Linked DNA regions of Mus musculus: regions 2, 3 and 4 are each linked to region 1. Evidence: chromatin contacts called from public HiCAR-type, HiChIP or PLAC-seq and promoter capture Hi-C data. All regions are on one chromosome and are shown on one strand. The core of a region is the stretch at or near the end of the contact, and the rest is flanking DNA. Distances in the headings are between cores, read along the strand shown. Region 1 has its middle 21 kb from the start of Hhipl2. Region 2 holds the start of Rab3gap2 (RAB3 GTPase activating protein subunit 2). Region 3 overlaps C130074G19Rik (RIKEN cDNA C130074G19 gene). Region 4 holds the start of Mtarc1 (mitochondrial amidoxime reducing component 1).

Region 1 (3,173 bases), core at 259-2,758:
AGCCTCTTCGCTTCGTGCTCTTCTATCTTTATGGAAGATTCGCAGTATTACCCATCTCTTCTCGAACTCCATTTTCAGGTCTTGTTCATCCACCCCTCCCCCTCTCCTAGGTTCACCCGCACCCCTTTCCTTATTAACAGTTCTCGCAAGTACTCTGCAGGTTAGAAATAAACTCCAGGCTGTAGCTCTGAGATCTCAGACTTCTTACTTTTCAGATGTCTACGGAGGCCAGAAGAGGGTGTCGGAACCACGGGACTCAGGATTCCGGGTGCTGAGAACTGAAGGGGGATTCTGGGGGCATTTACAAGAGCAGAACGTGGAGAGTTATTTTTTCAGCTCTATTCTGAACTCTGTTCGAATGGGACGATGGTGGGTGGGTCTAGGGAACAGAGGTGAAAGGATTCTCTGAAATTCTGGGAAGCTGGGCGGGCGTGGGGAGGGGCGGAGAGTTTCCCTGGCCCAGAGTTCTTGCCGAACTAATCATGGATAGTCACCCAGCGAGCTTTCACGGAAGGGCACAGTGAGGCCAACGTGTGTTCCGTTTCCTCAAAATTTATGGAGTTGAAAGGCTCAGGAGGGAAAGAAAACAAAAAACAAGGACCAGCTGGTGGGGACGGGGCTGGGGGCCGGGGTAGCAGCGACCGGAGAATGATAAGGTGGTCCGAGTTCTGGCTGGAGACATCTCGGATGAAGCCAGAGTGCTTGGCTGTGGTGCAGAGAACCACTTTAGGAGAGGACACTAAGGAGCAGAGCTGGGGTTTATTATGAAGACGCTTTTAACACAGATTAAAGCATGGGTGTTAGAGGAGGCTGGACGCTTAGAGCAAGGTCGGTTGACACACAGCGTGGGCCCGGGGGTCTCGGTTACAGCCTTGTGCGCGATTGTGGTGGCTCCTGAAACGCATTAAAGCTTTCTTGGGAACTTTCTTTATCCTCTTTCCCTTTTGGTAAATGGGTACACAGAGCTCCTGAGACACCTTGGATAGCATTATACTCTGATAAGCTAAAACCACACTAGCAAAGAGGGGAAATTAATTATAATTATACATTTTATTTCATCCAGCATGTTCCAACACTGTAAGCAGTTAAGTCTTCCTAATGACAGAGTTTACATTCTTTCTCTTCTTTAGTTCTGAGTTTTCTAAGTGGAGGTATGGTTGTTCTCATCTTAATTCGGTAAGGTCATACTTCAAACGGCCTTCAGTCTGTGTATCCTTTATCAAGCCCTGGCCCTGAGATCTGGGTGAAAAATCCCTAGCCCGGAAAATTCATGAGTTCAGAAAAGATTCTTGGCGCTCTACCCCAAGTGTCCCAGCTCAGAGGGTGTTCTAGCATCCAAGAAAAAAACAAAACAAAACAAAAAACAGAGAACGGCTCTAACCAGGAAAGCAGTCGGGAACTTTCGTTTTGGGAGTCCCTCCTCCACCCTTGCCCTTGGCAGGACAGGACTTTGGAGCCATACTGGGCTGGCGAGCTGGGGCTGCCACGTGTCGGCCACAGCGCAGGGCGGTGTCCGGGTCCAGCGGGCCACAGTCCCAAGGCCAAGTGTGGGAGGCTCAGCGGGTCCTCGTCCTCAGCCATGGTTAGAGTGGCACCACAGCGCCTCTCACCGGCCGACCCGCGTAACTGCAGGCCTGGCGCCTCCGGGTTGCCAGAGGCCAAGTTTGCTTCCAGGAGCGCTTTGCCTTAGAAAGAGACGGTGGAACTTCAAAGCTCCATTTCTGGCGAACCAAGTAAAAACCTGGTTCAGTAGTAAGCCCCCAACCCCATCCACCTTCCTCTTGCTTTTGTTATATTCCAGGATTTCCCCTGCCCCTTGCTGCGCCACTTCTAAAATACCTGGCATCCATGTGCATTTCTTTGGAAGCATCCCCAGGCACTAACATCTTAGGAATCCTTTCCCCATTGCATCTTTTCTGCTTGTTTAAGTGATGTTTTTATTCTTGGAGAGTTCCAAATTATATCCAGTCACCTACCGCCTCCTCTAGCTCTCTCTAGGGCCTCGATCCCTCTCCTTTCCCCTTCGCGTCTTTTACTTTTTTTTGTTATCGATCACCCCTTGAACACAACAGGTGCTGCCCATACGCACATGAACGTGGACCACCCACTAGGGCATGAGCAACCGTTCAGTGGCCTGGTCCCTCGGCAGCTACCTCATAGCTTCTCCTGTGTGGTGGTGGGGCCCATGCTGTAATTTTGACTGGCTCGATTTTGTGCTGGTAACCACAGCTAATGTGATTCCATGCATGCAACAGCCATTTCATGCCTAAAAAGTGAGTGTTTCGCAATTCTCTCCCCTTCTCTCCCCCTACCCCCAGTCTCCAGCTTTTGACATTCCATCTGCCCCTTCTGTGAAGTTCCCTGAGCACTGGATTGTGGGAGGTTGGTGTGGATGATCCATCTGTAGCCGAGTGCCCAGTTATTTATACTTGGCACTTTGACCTGTTATGAATCTTTACATGAACCACGACCCACGGCCAAAGGAAGCTCCTCTGACTAAAGGTGAGGGAAGCAGGAATCTATGGGCACAGACATACATATTTAGAAGGTAGTGTGATAGTATGACCACTTAGCACAAAAGCAAAAACCAAACCAAACCAAACCAAGCCAAACCAAGCCAAACCAAAACATCATCATCATCATCACCACCACCACCACCATCATCAACAACAGCAGCAGCAGGTAGCCCACAACCCCTAGACAGGCCTGTGATCGCCTCAGTCTTGGGCTTTTGACCGGGTTTACAGCACCAAGGATGTCAAGGATGAATTTCCTTCTGTGGAGCAGGCCTCACATCCGACCTGAGAACGGTTGGTTACCTGCTTAGCTGTCATGTCTCTAAATTCCAGCGAGCACTTCCAGCCACCAGGTCAGTGCAGTGAGGATCACAGCTGTGTAAGACTGCTGGTGACTTTTCTCCTCCAGAGACTGGCACAGGACCTCTGGCCTGGGTAAGCTAAGCCAGCAGAGTTCCCTGGCCAGCTCGGGTTGTTTCTCTATGTTGTGCATCATAAGGGAGAGGTACCTTCGGTAATGGGGTCTCACCATCTAGTTCTGGAGGGCAACCAAGAGCAATGGCAGCAGCCTGTGTTGTGCCGGGTGCCTCTGGGGGCCCCCTTAACCATAACTCACAGGGAGGGATTGCCTGCCTGGCTCTGAGATCATTATTTATA
Region 2 (3,173 bases), core at 178-2,677, 1.8 Mb after region 1:
AAAAAGAAAGTAAGCTAAATGGGTTTCAAGAGCTTCATCAGAGACAGAGCAATTTTTTTTTTCATTTACAAAATTAGGATAACACATTCTTTTGAAGTCAGCCATGGTACAGTACACACATATAATCCCAGTGCTTGGACATTGAGGGGAATTGAAGGTTTGAGGCTAACCTGGACTACATGGCTAGACCTTATCTCAAACAATCAAAGAAACAAGACTCCTTGAAGATATTTATGACAGTCTAACTGGGCAAGATATGGAAATGTACTTTCAAATCCAAGTAAAAGACTCAGGTTGGTCTTTAATTTATGTGTATATACTTCAGTAAGTATTTATCAAGGACTCAACTGGGTGCCAGATCCCATGCTAGAGACCAGGTATTTAAGGGGTTAAACGGATCCCCAGTCCTCCAGGAGTCTATAAGGATGGTGCTTTCCTTATCCAAAACCCAAAGGAAAAGTACAGGGTCAGTCTCCCCAGCTCTGTTCTGCCGTGCTGTTTTGTTGTTCTTTCCCGCCTAGCATTCTCTCAGTTTTAGTTAGCTGAGTAAGTAATTGCTTCACTTGGCCTGTGTTAGTCACTAGCTTTTTAGTTCCGTAGGAATGTGTCCCTTTCTGTTCCGAAGCTCTGTGCCTAGAGTGTGGCTGGCACGGAAAACACTAACAAATACTTGTTGGGCGGTTAGATGAACAAACGGATGAAAAGGCAAACGGACGATTACAGAGCACCATTCAATACTGCGCTGGTCCTGTTACTACATCGGGCTTTCACAGAACCGTGGCAACTTATAGATAGGAGTATTTATTTAATACGAGCCCTTAAGGAGCTGCTTTCCATCGCTTTGTTACTTGAGACACTGTTTTTGCATTGTAGCCCAGGATAGTGGCTTCAACAGCCAGAAATTCACCTGCCTCAGACTGAGGTAGGAAGGATTACAGGCATAGGCGCCGCAGACTCTTTTGGGAGTTGGGGTATAGGTGCTGAGGATAGCCTTCCACATTAAAAAAAAAAAAAACAAAAGCACAAACAAAATTACGAAGTTCTCAGGCACCTGCCCACACTCAGCTTAAACCGCCTGATCTGCGAACGATCTAGGTCGTGTCCGTAGAAGCACACCAACAAGATTGTTTGGGTGACTCAATGGCCCCCGCAAAGTTCAATTAGATCACCTTTGGAGGAAGGCCAGAATGACGGGACAAGCTCGCCCAAGAAAGAATGCGGCCAGGCTCCACGTCTAACTCTCCGCCACAAGACCGCGAGTCACGTGTCCGAAGCTGCACCCTCCCTCGGCTCCCGCTCGGCCCGCGCACGCGCAGCTTCGGGGCGTCCCGCGCATGCGTAGCACCCTCCCCTCGCGAGGAGTGCTGACAGCTTCCGGTCTGGCGTCCCCGCCCCCCCAGGGTAGCTGAAGCTTTCGGGGCTCCGTGCTGTCAGCCTTCGGGTGGAGTGGCCCGGGCGTGGCTAGGGACCACGAGCCCCGCGAGGCGGGGTCCCTGCAGCCATGGCCTGCTCCATCGTCCAGTTCTGCTCCTTCCAGGACCTGCAGTCCGCGCGCGACTTCCTATTCCCTCACCTGCGGGAGGAGACCCCCGGCGCCCTGAAGAGGGACCCGAGTAAGTGTCCCGGCGACCGGGACGCGGCTGCAAGCCTCCCTTCCCTCGGCGTCCCGTCTCTCTCAGCCTCAGCCTTTTGCGTCTCCTGTCCTGTCGCCTGTCTGTCACCGCTCCCCACCCCCTCCTTCCCAGTCCCAGCTCCACGTCTTCTCCCTATGCACACCACCTGCTCAGAGATAGCATCCTCCGTCCCAGTCCCTGCCTAATGTCAGCCCTCCACCCTGTGCTTGTTCCAACTCCCATCCTTCTCCATTTCTGGCACTGTATGTAGCCTTTGCTCTGCCCCTTCAAGAGGTGCTTAGCATCCCCACCCTCTTCCATCTCTTTTCTGTCATTCAGATTTACGGAATAAATGGCCGATTGGCAAGTGAAGGGTTTTTAAGGTGGTGAGTAAACTGCCAAGTAAGAAAAGTAACCTCTTAGGAAGTGAGGAGAATCCAGGGTAGGAACTAAAATTACAGCCACATGGTCGAGAAAAGTTAATTGGCGTCTATTGAGGTGAGAAACAGCGCCTGTTATTACCATCAAACAACGTTAACAAGCCCTACTTCATGAATATAAATCCCAAAGCTGCTTACTAAATGCTGCGTATTACCTGAGGATTTTATTATATGCTCCTTTATTTCTCCTTTTGAAAGAGGGTATCTTACTCTGCTTTCTTTATTTTTAATATGAAAATCACTTTGCTCTGTAGACCCAGTAATAATTTTTAAAAAACCACTCTCCTTTTCACTATTTAGAAGCTATCCCAGGGCACTAGGGAGATTCTGCTTCCTAGTAGGGTCTGTCTGAAAAGTAATGTTTGAAAATATCAAATATGGGAGGAACTAGGGATGAATAGTTTGTACCAGTCATTGCTGCTCCCTACCACTTAAGTTTGGTAGTTTCCGTCTGGTAGCACTATGATTCACTGGTAATGTCACGTGTGAGTGAGGGTGCTCTAACATGATAGATGGCTTGACAGGCGCGTGTGTTGAGAGAGAAAGAAGGCCATATCTGAAATGCTTGTGGAGACGTCCAACACTTGGTATGGCAGCTGGAGTCAAGGTGATAATTAGTTAAGGGTGAAGTGTGGTTTCAGTCTATAGAATGCTAACTGTTGTGTCGTGGACTCGCTACTGACGAGAACCTTAGGAAGAGACTGAAGTTGGGGAGTCTTGTAAGGGTTCTTGGGGAGATGGGAGAGAGGGGCACCAGGTGATGGAAATGTCTCAGAAGCTGAAGGAGAGAATCTGACCCTGGTGAGGGGTGGTCAGCAGTTTGGGAAATGTGGCAGAGGTCAGATAGCAGTGGTTTGGGGACGATGACAGCCACTGGGACCCTAGTGCCATTTCAGTGGCACAGTGGCCAGAAGTGTGGGTGTAGGGCCTTGGGGGAATTGGAAAGGGGAAAGTGAGGAAGGTTGTGTGGGACAACAGACGTGGGGTGAGAAACGGGATGTAGAGAAGAGGGGCACGCTTAGATTCTTCTAATTAGATTTCAACAATAGTCCTGGTAAGCTTCAGGGGGTGTGTGTGTGTTCTCACATTCTCCTTATAATCCATAGAGGGGTTTTTGTTG
Region 3 (3,173 bases), core at 398-2,897, 1.4 Mb after region 1:
TTGTTTTTTCAATTAAGTTTGACAATTTTATACATGAACACAGTGCTTTCTTTCTTTGTCCAGACAGAGTTTCTCTTAGGTAGTCCTGGCTGTCCGGAACTTCTCTGTGTAGAATAGGCTGACCTGGAACTTACAGAGATCCCCCTGTCTCTGCCTCCAAGTGCTGGGACGAAAGCCCGGCTTGTAGTGCTCCCTGTTCCGGCCACTCCTGTCCTCCACTGGTTCCCTCCTACCCTGTCACCTCCCCACATTCTCTCACCACAGTTTGCCTTTGCAACAACTCTGCACATTTCCCAGAGCAAGCCAAAAATCAAAAATAAGTCTCAATTAGGAGTAAGAGAGTAAGTCCCAGGCGGAAACTATTCACCCTGGCTTTGCAGAGCCAGTGAGGGAGGCGTGGCCCATCATCTCAATTTCTACTCAGTCCTTTGGCTCTGATGTTTATTGAATTAATAATCTACTTATCTGTACACTTATTTACATACTTATGGAAGTCCTGGGGTCTGAACACAAGGCCTTGCCCTCACTAAGCACTGTCATGCTGAGCAACACCCCATCCTGGCTTTGACTGCTTTGAACAAGGTATGTCTATGTGGAGCTCTGTTACCAGGGACAGAAGAGGAACTCACCCGAGAAACATTGTTTTAAGAGGCCAAGTCAGTCCTCAAGGTGCAGAATGGGCTCCCTCTGGAGCTGGAGGCAAAGGTTGGAGCTTGAAGCCCCCAGGGGCTCAGGTTTAGCACAGTCCCTGCCAACAAGTCTTTGTTCTCCTGCCCTGCTCCCCTGCGCCCTGCATGGCTGGTGTTCCTGCCAGGGTTTGGCACTGGGCCCTGTGAGAGATCTTAAGATCTACTTCCCTTTGGCTGGGATGTGCACTGGAGTGATTTGGCTCAAGAACAAACTTTGCCTCCAAATTTAAAAGCAAAATCCAGTATTTATTTCTCCACATTTTTCTAAAAATGATTAAGGGAGCCAGAGGTTCTTCTTCTTAACTCAGGAACCGTTTACCTTTTGGGAAAAACCATGGAGCTCTGAAATACACCCTTGTTAGGGGTAGTGAGGGTGTCCTTCCCCACCCTACACCTTGAACCTGCTCTACATCTCCATTTTATCACAAAATAAACTTCCCAGGAAGCTCTGTTCAAGCTCCAGATACTGTGGGCCTTCCTCAGTTCTCAGCTCTCCTGCAGAAGCAGAACCGGGACCAAGAATCTAAACTCTCAACTGGGATTGCCTAACTCGGGGGTGGTTCTCAACCTGTGGGTCGCGACCCTTTGGGGTTTGTCAAGAGACCTTTTCACAGGGATTGCCTAAGACCAATGGAAAAACACAGATATTTATATTATATTAAGATCCACAGCAGTAGCCAAATCATAGTTATGAAGTCGCAATGAAAATTTTACGATGGGGGGGGTGGTCACCACAACACGATAAACTGTATTAAAGGGTCACAGCATTAGGAAGGTTGAGAACCACTGGCCTAATGGACTACTGAGACATGGTTCCGTGGTCACAGTGACCCCGAGGGTCAAGGTCTGAGTTCAAGTTCTGTTTCTTGGTCACAGATGCCATTTGATACTTCTTTGAGCAGACACGGGTGCTGGGCAGAGAGACAGCGTGCAGGGGTGGGGGAGGGGCATTCCCAGGTAGCAGAGGACTCACTTGTCACCTTGCCTCTCCTGTGCTGGGACAATTGGTGTGTGCTGCCATGCCCAACTCCAGTGGAAGCACTTCACCTCCCTCCCCTGCATGAGGTGAGAATCATGTTCTAAATTCCCCACCCCCACCCCAGGGGATGGAACCCCATGGTAAGAAAGAACTCTGCCATAGATCTTTGCTATCCCCAACAGGCAGAAAATTGTTCCCATATACTTGCATTGCCAGATAATCTGATGGCTAACCAGGACCTAGTGTCTGCTTCATATCTACAGTGAGAATACACTGAGCAGGGGTGTGCGCCAGCATGCCAGTGTGGAGTGACACTCAAGGGCCACCCTGCTGTCCCAGCCTCCCTCCCTGGAGCCCCATTAGGAGAGGCATTTCCCAACCAAGACAGAGACCAGAGGCTCCTTGGCTTGTGGGGAATGCAGTCTTCTGGCTCCACACTGAGGTCAAAGGTTCTGGAAATTTTTCATTTGTAACAGATGGGAAGGGTGGTTCCCACCCTAGAGCCTGTTCTGAGGGATTCTAGAGAATGCAGCCTTTAACACTGCAGGTGTGTGTGTGTGTGTTGGGGGGTGGGGTGCTGGAGCCACCACATTCCCAGGTTCTGCTGGAGCCCCAGCTGTCTCCCTCAGGAGACAGAACAGGGAAGGCACAGCCCTCCACACAGGAAAACCAGACAAGCTGGAACTTTTATTTACAGCAAAGGCAAGGGAGGGATACAGAGGAAGGGGTTGGAAGCCAGTAGTGGGAGAGCTAAGCTCTTAAACTCGGTTGCAGTGGGGTGTGGGCCCTGCTGCTGGACACAAGAGAATAACCAGGAAAAGCGAAGAAGAGCAGTCTGCAGCAGGAACCAAGTTTGCAGGCTGGAAGAACCAGGCTCTCAGAACCAAAAGTCCCACACAGGCGACGATGTGACCACACAGCATGCTCCAGGGGCTGAAGTCCACCTTGCAGCAAACCCCACCGAGTCCCAGGAAAACCCCTGAGAGCTTTTGACTTTGGACGCTTTGAGTTAATTCTTAGCCAGACTTTGAGAGACACCTGGCCAGATGTGCTTTGCTTTGTTGCTTTCACAATTTGGGAGGTGGGGAGGGAGAGACTCCCAGGGGAGGAAGCAACATTGACTCCCAATCCCATCCCTTCCTTGGGCCACACTTCTCCCTACCTGGCTCTCCCTTCTCACACTTCTCCCTACCCGGCTCTCCCTTCTCACACTTCTCCCTTGTTGGCTCCTGGGGGCTCAGCTGTGGTTGGAAGGGGAGGCATCCTGCAAAGCCTCCCATTTCTGTCTCTTTCCAACTAACTGCATGCTGCCCTTTCTCCTATTAACCTCTCCTTTCCCATCCTAGGCCTATCCAGCAAGCATCACTCTGTCACGAGTGTGAATCCATGCACATAGCAGCTAGTGCTACTGGGGCTAAAGCAAGACTATTTCCCAGCTCTAGGGCCTGGGCATATTCAGCAGGGCTGGGTCTAAATGGGCAACTACCACTGTCTTCTGTGCCTGT
Region 4 (3,173 bases), core at 433-2,932, 1.4 Mb after region 1:
GCTGACAGAATCGATCTATAGACAAGAAGCTAGTGTATGTGGGATCCCACTGCTCAAAACAGGGAATAGTTAGGGTTCCTGACTGCCTGGAGCAGAGGTGAGCAGCTGACCTTTGAACTTTGTCCAGAACTGCTGTGTCTCAGTGAAAGGACCATTGGTGTATTTTCTAGTGAAGGAGAGTCAGCCTCTAATGATCTTTGGTTCTTGAGATATGAAGAATTGCAAAACACAGGTGATGGGGAGAGGGGGGGGGTTGGGGCGGGCGGAGAGCAGTCTCACATTACAAGGTCCACACTGAACCGAGGAACCCACTCATCTGTAACTGCCCATCAACCTTATGTAAAAGCCACCCGTAAATCAGCTATGAGACAAGAAGGGCTTTGGAGCAAAAATCTCCATTTCTTCTTCCTGAACCAGTCGGTCAGCATGTCCACTGGACCGGCCTGATCTGAGGCGAATGGCTTGTGTTAGCTTTAGAGAGCTGAGACGGGGAGGTCGCAGCCTCTGTTAGCCTGTGTCCTCTGCTGAAGGAGAGGCCTGAGGATCCTGATACGCAGCCTTCCAGTGATGCCCAGAGCTGGTGGGAGACCAGACCTGAAGAGAGCAGAGCTGCTGAACCTTCGCTGAAGTCCCGGCGACAGGGGTCACTCCTCAGCTGGACTCTTAGTCGCTGTTTACAAATCCCAGGTTGCCCCCCCCCCCACCCAGTGCAGAACCTTTATCTGACAAGAGCCTTGGGGAAATAACACTCACAGCTTATTTTCTTAAGCTGTCATGCATGCTCAACTACTGCACTAACAGGGATGAGCCGTGCCTAGGATCCAGGATCTATTGTCTTAGTTTTTCTAAATTTAAGACTATCACTGAGAGTAAAGTAACCAAGGACCAGTCCCTTCAGGGTCCCTGGGTGGAGGGAGATTGAAGTTTCTTCTTGCGGATTGGCCGGCGTGAGAAATGCCTCGTCTAACACCACAAGATTTGAAATAGCCACGAGAGGATGGATAGAGAGATGTCCAACTCCAGGAAGCGTGAAACCCGGGAACTTCAGAGTTCCAGGTCCCCCGAGTTGGCTGGCGGAGGGTGAAGTTCATTTTTTCCGTTTCTCACCACCCCTTTCCCAGCCTCCGGTCTCTAGTCTGAGTAAGAAGGGACCGGCGAGCGGACCCCGCTGACCTCCCCACACCCACACAGCCTAGGTCAGCGTGGTGATGCTCGGTGCTCAGCGTACCTGTCGCGCAGGTGGCCATAGCGCAGCCCCATGGCAGTGCACTCTGCCTCGCTCACCGACAACCCCTTGCAGGACTTGATTGGGTAGATCCAGAGCTGTGCCACCGTTCCCACTTGCTGTAGCCGCCGGCGTCGCCGGGGACGCGCACGACGCCAGGCCACTGTCCCCAGGGCCACCGCGGCCAGTCCCAGCGCGGCGACGCCGAGCCAGGTGGACCGCGGCTGGCCCGGGACCCGAAACGCGGAGAAGCCGAAGAGGGTCAGCGCCCAGGACCCCGCACCCATGACTGGAGAGGGCGGGATGAGCGCTTGATACACCTCCGGCGCCGACTGGACCAAGAGCTACTGTGGCCAGCGGCCTGGGCCTGAGCCCAAAGGTCAGCAGCTCCTGACCCTTCCCCTCCAATCCAAATTGTGCATCTTCATTCGGCCTGGGCGGGAGGTGGTGGCTCAGCTGTGGAATCTCACCGCCTGCCCCTACTTTCCGCTGCCTTCCCCCCCTTCGGTCCCTCCCTCCCTCCCTCCCCTTCCCTCCCTCGCTGACCCTCTCCCAGGATCAATCAGTGCAGAGCAGCTTATTTACATGTTTGCAGAGTTGTTTATTTGACCTAAAACACACAACGTTTGCAGAACGTGGCGTGATTTTGAAATTAGAAACCAGGCTGCGGGCAGCCGCCCCTCTGGGGTCTGTGGGGAGCAGTTTGGCAGCAGCCAGGGTGCTTCCAACCAGCTGGGATATGAAGGGAAAAGATCTGACCAGCCTTGAGGATCTACAGGGCCAATCCTGGGCTGCAGCTATTCGTAGACACCCGCCCCCCGCACCCCCCACCCACACGCCCCTCTTTTCCCTGCGTCCTAATGTGGACTTGCACTGCCAGGTATCTCTTCCGAAGGCTACCGCATCTTGAACAACAAAGACAAGACCATCAAGGTACCTTGGGCGCCTTAGGCACCTGTTTGGTGTGTCAAGCTGCTAAAATGTCATATTTATTCAAGACTGTTCTAACCAGAGCATTTTCTCTACTAAGTTAAGGCAGAGAGACTGGACTTTGTACTGAAACAAGGGCTGGGGATTTTACAGCCAAGGGGCAGTGCGGGGATGAACCTGGCTGCAGGAATAAAGATTTCTCTGAAGAGAAGCTTGTGCCCTTCCCTCTAGCCAACAGACTCTTGAAACAGTGGACCAAGAAACTGGGACTCCCCCGACTTCACCCCATCCCAAGTCTCAAGGTGAGAGAAGGAGATGGCTGGGAGCCATCAATCAATCGGAGGGAGAGCCTGCCTCCCAGAGGGAGATTCCACAGAGTTCTGACAAAGCCTCAGACCGCCTGAAACACGGGAGGGTCTGATGGGTAGGATCACACTTTGACCAGAATAGTTCTGCTGATGGGCAGCATCCTAAAGCAGAGGGGGCAGTCCCCAAAACTCGATGTTCACGTGGAAATGCAAGAATGAGGTATCATGGAGGCCAGCCGAGGCCAGGCAATGTGCTGCCGGCTGAGTTGGACGCCCTGTAGAGGTGCCCTGTAGAGAGGCCACTGTGTGGAGAGTGGGAGAAGCAAGCAGAACGCTAGCACACACTGGCCTCAGCTAGCTGGGCGACTCACTTCCCTGGGTTTGGGCATGAAATGTCACCCTCTAGCTTGCATGTCCCCCCGGCTGGTGGCGCTATCTGGGGAGGCTGAAGTAAATGATGAGGTGTAGCCTAGCTGGGGAGGAAGGAAGTCTCCTGAGGGCTGGCCCCTTCCTGACCATCTGCTTCCTTCCCTTGGCTTGTCAGGTAAAATTGACTCAGGATACAGCTTCATATCCCACATTTACCTCACAGCCTGCTGGAAGCCAAGGGCCCAGGACCCAGCGAAGGAGAAGACGGAAGGAGCAACAGCTGTCCCCCATGGATGATATGTCTTTTGACATCATCAGCTATATGCCTTAGACCAGCCGTT

What was found. Promoter capture Hi-C pulls out the DNA fragments that hold promoters and counts their contacts. HiCAR-type assays count read pairs that join an accessible place to other places. HiChIP or PLAC-seq counts read pairs in DNA pulled down with a chosen protein or histone mark.
Region 2: a contact with region 1 is called in an H3K4me3 HiChIP or PLAC-seq map of forebrain, with 12 times the contacts expected there. The contact joins the promoter of Rab3gap2 here to the enhancer-like site in region 1. A contact is called at or near these places in 1 of 39 promoter capture datasets (pre-B cells), 1 of 484 Hi-C or Micro-C datasets (cortical neurons) and 3 of 115 datasets of contacts at active chromatin or transcription factors (astrocytes, embryonic forebrain and forebrain).
Region 3: a contact with region 1 is called in a HiCAR-type map of kidney, with 4 times the contacts expected there. The contact joins two enhancer-like sites. A contact is called at or near these places in 1 of 39 promoter capture datasets (hippocampal neurons), 1 of 484 Hi-C or Micro-C datasets (cortical neurons) and 1 of 115 datasets of contacts at active chromatin or transcription factors (kidney).
Region 4: a contact with region 1 is called in a promoter capture Hi-C map of liver, with 9 times the contacts expected there. The contact joins the promoter of Mtarc1 here to the enhancer-like site in region 1. A contact is called at or near these places in 13 of 39 promoter capture datasets (the 3T3-L1 cell line, 3T3-L1-derived adipocytes, the C10 cell line and 8 more), 2 of 115 datasets of contacts at active chromatin or transcription factors (acute myeloid leukemia and microglia) and 2 of 9 other capture datasets (adipose tissue and liver).

The regions. Positions count from the first base shown.
Region 1 is chr1:183,437,708-183,440,880 of GRCm38.p6, forward strand. No RefSeq gene overlaps it. Among named protein-coding and RNA genes, the nearest start is that of Hhipl2, 21 kb to the left of the region's middle. Within about 2 kb of position 1,509, at least 110 of the 459 cell types and tissues checked have an H3K27ac peak or open chromatin away from gene starts, as enhancers often do. A contact at or near this core is called in adipose tissue, forebrain, kidney and 1 more, where this site is marked.
Region 2 is chr1:185,202,741-185,205,913 of GRCm38.p6, forward strand. Rab3gap2 (RAB3 GTPase activating protein subunit 2) reads left to right here and starts at 1,428. Exons shown (of 35, transcript NM_001163754.1): 1 at 1,428-1,613. The coding sequence starts at 1,502.
Region 3 is chr1:184,869,599-184,872,771 of GRCm38.p6, forward strand. It overlaps C130074G19Rik (RIKEN cDNA C130074G19 gene), which reads right to left. Exons shown (of 2, transcript NM_178692.3): 2 at 2,328-3,173. Among named protein-coding and RNA genes, the nearest start is that of Gm34602, 6.3 kb to the right of the region's middle. Within about 2 kb of position 1,648, at least 49 of the 459 cell types and tissues checked have an H3K27ac peak or open chromatin away from gene starts, as enhancers often do. A contact at or near this core is called in kidney, where this site is marked.
Region 4 is chr1:184,809,618-184,812,790 of GRCm38.p6, forward strand. It overlaps Mtarc1 (mitochondrial amidoxime reducing component 1), which reads right to left and starts at 1,683. Exons shown (of 7, transcript NM_001290273.1): 1 at 1,229-1,683. The coding sequence starts at 1,512.